Linked DNA regions of Mus musculus: region 2 is linked to region 1. The links are chromatin contacts, called in public Hi-C maps. All regions are on one chromosome and are shown on one strand. Each heading gives the region's core, a stretch centred on a gene start, on an enhancer-like site or on the middle of the called end of the contact. The rest is flanking DNA. Distances are from core to core; before and after follow the strand shown. Region 1 overlaps Sema4d (sema domain, immunoglobulin domain (Ig), transmembrane domain (TM) and short cytoplasmic domain, (semaphorin) 4D). Region 2 overlaps 4921525O09Rik (RIKEN cDNA 4921525O09 gene).

The links. Hi-C and Micro-C count contacts between places; a contact is called where the count stands out from the background.
Region 2: a Hi-C map of cerebral cortex shows a contact between it and region 1, with 3 times the contacts expected there. The contact joins two enhancer-like sites. A contact is called at or near these places in 1 of 39 promoter capture datasets (liver) and 1 of 484 Hi-C or Micro-C datasets (cerebral cortex).

Annotation. Positions count from the first base shown.
Region 1 is chr13:51,776,033-51,778,732 of GRCm38.p6, forward strand. All of the region lies in intron 1 of Sema4d (sema domain, immunoglobulin domain (Ig), transmembrane domain (TM) and short cytoplasmic domain, (semaphorin) 4D), which reads right to left. Among named protein-coding and RNA genes, the nearest start is that of Sema4d, 16 kb to the right of the region's middle. Within about 2 kb of position 1,254, at least 127 of the 459 cell types and tissues checked have an H3K27ac peak or open chromatin away from gene starts, as enhancers often do. A contact at or near this core is called in cerebral cortex, where this site is marked.
Region 2 is chr13:52,112,451-52,115,150 of GRCm38.p6, forward strand. The region is part of intron 3 of 4921525O09Rik (RIKEN cDNA 4921525O09 gene); the gene reads left to right. Among named protein-coding and RNA genes, the nearest start is that of 4921525O09Rik, 17 kb to the left of the region's middle. Within about 2 kb of position 1,276, at least 37 of the 459 cell types and tissues checked have an H3K27ac peak or open chromatin away from gene starts, as enhancers often do. A contact at or near this core is called in cerebral cortex, where this site is marked.

The DNA of each region.
Region 1 (2,700 bases), core at 4-2,503:
GGAAACCAAGGAGCTTCAGGAACCATGTGTGGCCTTCTCAAATGGCTACACTTTTGTACCTTCAAAAGTGGACAATTCCCAGAGCATCCTAAATTCAGGGCAAAGGTTCAGGCATGTGTGTGATCAAGCCATGGCCCTCAGGCCTCTCCTGACCCTTGAAGAACAGGAAATGGTCGAGATGGGATTGTCTCCAACTGCCACATACTTGTGGGTAAATCTTCCTTCAGTGAGAAGCCAAGCCAGAGTTAAAGCTGGCGATTCTGGTTTCAAGTCAGAGGTGGTATCCCGCCTTTGTAAGTACCAGTCAGTAATTCCAAGAACATCGGCTCTTGCTTTAGGACCTGAGGGTAGGACACTATGAACGGGGAATGGTTGTGTCACACTAACACCCCCACTGTCACTGAGGAAACCTATTGAGTCAAGATCCCCAGTGATCTTGCTAGCTTCTCAGAACCTTCAGGCAGAAGACAGTTTAGCCACAAACCTCAGCTAACCCCAAGCTACCCAGAAAGACCTGGCTTCCTAAGAAACAGCTAAGTTAAGGTTTGACAGGAAGCCCCAGAGACCAGGAAACAGGGTGTCTAGGGTTTACTGCTGTGAACAGACACCATAACCAAGGCAATTCTTAAAAGGACAGCATTTAATTGGGGCTGACTTACAGGTTCAGAGGTTCAGTTCATTATCATCAAGGCGGGAGCATAGCAGCAACCAGGCAGGCACGATGCAGGAGATGCTGAGAGTTCTACATCTTCATCTGAAGGCTGCTAGCACAATACTGGCTTCCAGGCAGCTAGGATGAGGGTCTTAAAGCCCACACCCACAGTGACACACTTACTTCAACAAGGCCACACCTTCTAATAGAGCCACTCCCTGGGCCGAGCATTTACAAACCATCACACAGAAAACCCTGAGGCCTGCACCCTAAGGCGCCTATGGGTTAGGACAGGCCTTCTAGACCCCAGAGTTCTGTGGCATTGTCTGTGAACCTGACTCGGAAAGGATGCAGAACACAGACTGACTGTAGTCTATGAGCAAAAGCCTGATGCTGAGAGCCACCTGTTCACAGCCCTGGTGAAGAGCCCCAACCCTCTCTACTCTGATAACACTGAGTCCTCCCTGCCAGTCCCCAAGACCAGCTCCTCCCACTCACTGGCTCATTCATTATTATCTAATTACTCTTCCCCCAGCTCAGGCCCAATGGAAAAGGAGGCGGAAGAACCCCTCCTCCGTCAGTCCTGGCACCCTCCCTGCACCTCCCTGTGCTCAGCCTGCTCTCCTGGCAGCTCCTCTCCGAGCTTCTGCAGATGCCAGCACACCAGGCCCTCTGTGTTTCAAAGGGATTATTTATGGTTGGATGAACCATCCAGTATAAAGGTCAGATAAGAGCACGCCAGGGAGCAAGAGGATAACTTCAGCAGCTCACAACAGGAGGAAAGACTGCAACTTACATCAACATTTGCCCTCAGCAAAAGGAAACAGAATAGCCGAGCTCAGTCAGTGGCTCTCTGCTCAATGCCCCCGGTGTGTGTAGCCCTGGCGCCGCTGGTCAGGAAAACGAAGCCCAGTCTGGAGAAGGACAAAAGGATTCCCTTAAAGCAGCAGCAAAGGAGTCACTCATTACCGGAGGCAGTTATTGTCCCCTAAATGTAACACTGGGTGCTGTCCCAGTGAAGTGAACGGTCAGGCAAAGTGTGAGGCTCAGCCTACAAGAGCCCCAGTGGGTGACCCCACCAAGTAGCCAGCCAGCAACCTTCATCCATGCCTTGCTGGCCTGGTGACTTATGGGTATGAACATGGAGCTCTGCCTGCGCCTGGGACAGGCTTCCCGAGCAGGCCAACTCCCTGTTCTTGTCCTCTTGGCCCTACATGACCTAGGCAGGCCATCTACCTGTACCTTAAAGCCTGCCCAGGCCACCATGACTCTGGATCCCTTTGGAGCAGAACGTGACTATGTAGGGAAGTCCCCATGAGCAGAGAGGACAGTCCCCTGGGAGAGGAAATGGCTGGAAATTATCTGGGAACATCCACAGCATCTGGCTGTGACAGCCAGTGTGACTGGGGACGAGACAGCCGAACAGCTGACTCCTGGAGAAACACAGATGACACAATCTGTGACATCATGCTGAATGCCCCTGCATCCTCTATCACTCCAGATAGGCTAGCATTGCCAGAGAACAGCAAGGGTGGATTTTTAGCTCTGAGCCAAGAACAGACTTCTAGAAAATGAGTTTAGCGAGCCTCCTAATGAACAGAGTCTGCTAAATGTAGGGAAGAGTCCAGAGTCCAGAGTGCAGCTTTCCATACATGTGCATGCATATACATATGTGCACATGTGCAAACAGGTGCTCACAGGCATGCACATTTGCATGTACATGCACACACTGGTCTACAAGCATGCACACACGTGTACACACATGGAGGCAGGTATCCACATGCATACACACTGACCGATGCCCAAGCATGTATACTCGTGCTCACAAACAAGCAGGCACAGGAATACCCACCCTACCACAGAAGCCACTTTAGGAGGCTCTACCATTCCCAGGAGACACCCCATATCATGGGGACAGCAAACCTCGCTCAGCAATGCCTGAGGAGCAAAATGCACCCAAGAAAAGCAGTCAGGGAAACAGCAGATTGGACAGACACCCACCAAGAGCCAGCAGATGTGGGGTGCGTGCAACACGCCCTCTGAAGGCT
Region 2 (2,700 bases), core at 26-2,525, 340 kb after region 1:
AGGGTATGTATGAACAGGTGGATCACAGAATGGTCTGAGGAACCCCAAGGTGCTCTTGTGGCAGCAAGCCACTGCATGGAGAGAAAATGATTGTTAGAAAAAGACACACACCAAGTTTACCCTGCATGCAGGAGACAGACTCAGGTTGATACTAGAGTTTTCAGGGACTTAGGCGACTGGTGACTCCTTACTTAGGCAGGGAGCCAAGGCGATGGGAGGAGAGAGACCCTGCTCTCAGATAGAGGACATCGAAGAGCAAGAATGACATCAGAAAGATTCAGGGGACATGAAGGATTTGGGAGACTGCCCATCTGGAAGAGCCCCAGAGCATCTTTGGGAAGCCTCCAGCCTCCCATCCAGATGTGAGGTAAGAGGCAAGGGAGCAGCAGAGGAAACAGGAGAGCAGAGGCAGGCACAGGGTGCCTTGGGTGCAGCCCTCAGTGAAAGAAGAAGGTGCTAAGGTCACAAGGGGGAAGGGCCCTAGGTCAAGGTCAAGGCCGTGTGTGTGTGTGTGTGTGTGTGTGTGTGTGTACTCACGTGCGTTCTTGCAAACAGGTACCATTAGGACTTTGATCTGGGGACACAGTTGGAGTGTAAGGACCTAAGTTTGGATCCTTAGAATCCATGTAAAACCTTGTAGTGGTAGCTGGCATTTATAAGAGCAGCACATCTCAGGCGAGCTAGGAGAGGCAGGAGAATCCCTGAAGCTCTCTCTGTCAGGCCAGCTACCATGGTGCTAAATACCAAGAGACCCTGCCTCAGGCAAGGGGAAAGATGAGGGCTAACAGTGGAGGTTGTCCTCTGGCATCCATATGCCTCGTGGCACTTGCACACATGACCGTGCATGCACACACAAGGGCACACATTCATGTAATCATTGACTCGTGTACACAGGCACACACACACATACATACATACATACATACATACATGCACATACACAAGTATACATACACATGCATGCACAGAGAGGAGGGGGAGGTTACAGGGCTTTGGGGAGAGGAGAGGAAGCTGGAGCCCAAGCTAGAACATTCCTTTTCCTCTCAGGCTCTGAAGAGTGCAGTAACCCCATTTGTGAGGAAGATGGGCCCACTCCCAGTGAAGTGGTACCGACAGAGACCAAGGGTTTGTGCTCTGACCAGATTGTCCTCAGATCAGGAGTGGGCTGAGCCATTCTGAGCACAGGCTGGTACAAAACGTCTCTCCCGTGGCTAACAGCATGGGCCGTTGACCACACGCGGGCATGCTTGTGCTGCCTCAAAAGCACTTAGGCTGCTCCTCCCCTCCCTTTCTGCCTTTAGTGCCAGAAGAGAAATTGCCTGGTCCTCATGCAGCCTGCTCATCTGAGCTGGCAGCTTGCTGGCTGGCTGCAGATAAACAGCAGCAGGTAGGAGGCAAGCGTGCAGTGCTGGCTCCCGAGTGGGAACTGTCATTTCTGCTGGTCCTGTAAAACTAGGAAGGGAATCCTATTTCTGCTGCATAGTATAGGTTCCCAGGATGCAGCCTGCCCCAGTGTACAGGTGAAGGTCCAGGTGGGCCCCACTTTGTAACAGTGGGTCCACAGAGCCCCTTCCGTGCTCTTGTGTCTGTCCCCCCCCCCCCCTTTGGATGAAGTACAGGATGAATCTTTTTTTTTGTAGTTACAAACCAAATTCTTTTATTGGATATTTTCTTTATATACATTTCAAATGCTATCCAGAAAGTTCCCTATACCCTCTCCCCGCCCTGCTCCCCTACCCACCCACTCCTGCTTCTTGGCCCTGGCATTCCCCTGTACTGGGAATGGGCCTATAATGTTTGCAATACCAAGGGGCCTCTCTTCCCAGTGACGGCTGACTAGGCCATCTTCTGCTACATATGCAGCTAGAGATATGAGCTCTGGGGCTACTGGTTAGTTCATATTGTTGCTCCACCTATAGGGTTGCAGACCCCTTCAGCTCCTTGGGTGCTTTCTCTAGCTTCTCCATTGGGCTTCCTGTGTTCCATCCTATAGAAGACTGTGAGCATCCACTTCTGTATTTGTCAGGCACTGGCATAGCCTCACACGAGACAGCTATAACAGGGTTCCTTCAGTAAAATCTTTCTGGCATATGATCACGAAGGATGAATCATTCTTAGGGAAAGGCTGTTGGGTGGAAACGTGAGAAGCCAGGAAGATGTGACTTGCCTGCAGGCGAAACCCTGCACAGAGTGTTCTCCTCTGCAGAACTTGGTTCCAGCGAGAGGCACTGGGGTAAGGGTGTTCCCTCCCTGGAGGCTCCTCAGTTCTACTTGGCAAATGTTACCAACAATGTGCTACCATGGACTGTTCTAACTTGAAATCTACTCTTTGGTTTTCTGCTCTCACGGCCCAACTGTGTTGTCGGGGAGCCTTGAACCCCTGAGTGGAGAGAAACATGCTGTATATAAAATGGAGGAGCAGAGCTGGGGAGAGGGATGCTGTTGTGATTGGATGTGAACTGTCCCCCAGGCTCACGTGTTTGAACATTTGTTCCTCGTGAGAGGACGTTACTTGGGAATATTGTGGAACCTTTAGGAAGTGGATCCTGGCTAGAGAAAATGAGTCACTGAGGCGGGCTCTTGAGGTTTATAACCCAGCACCACTTCCTGTTTAGGCTCAGCCAGTTGTGACCGGCTGGCTTCCTGTCCCTATTACCCATACCTTCCATGCCTTCTGCAGTGACTTAACCACAACAAAGG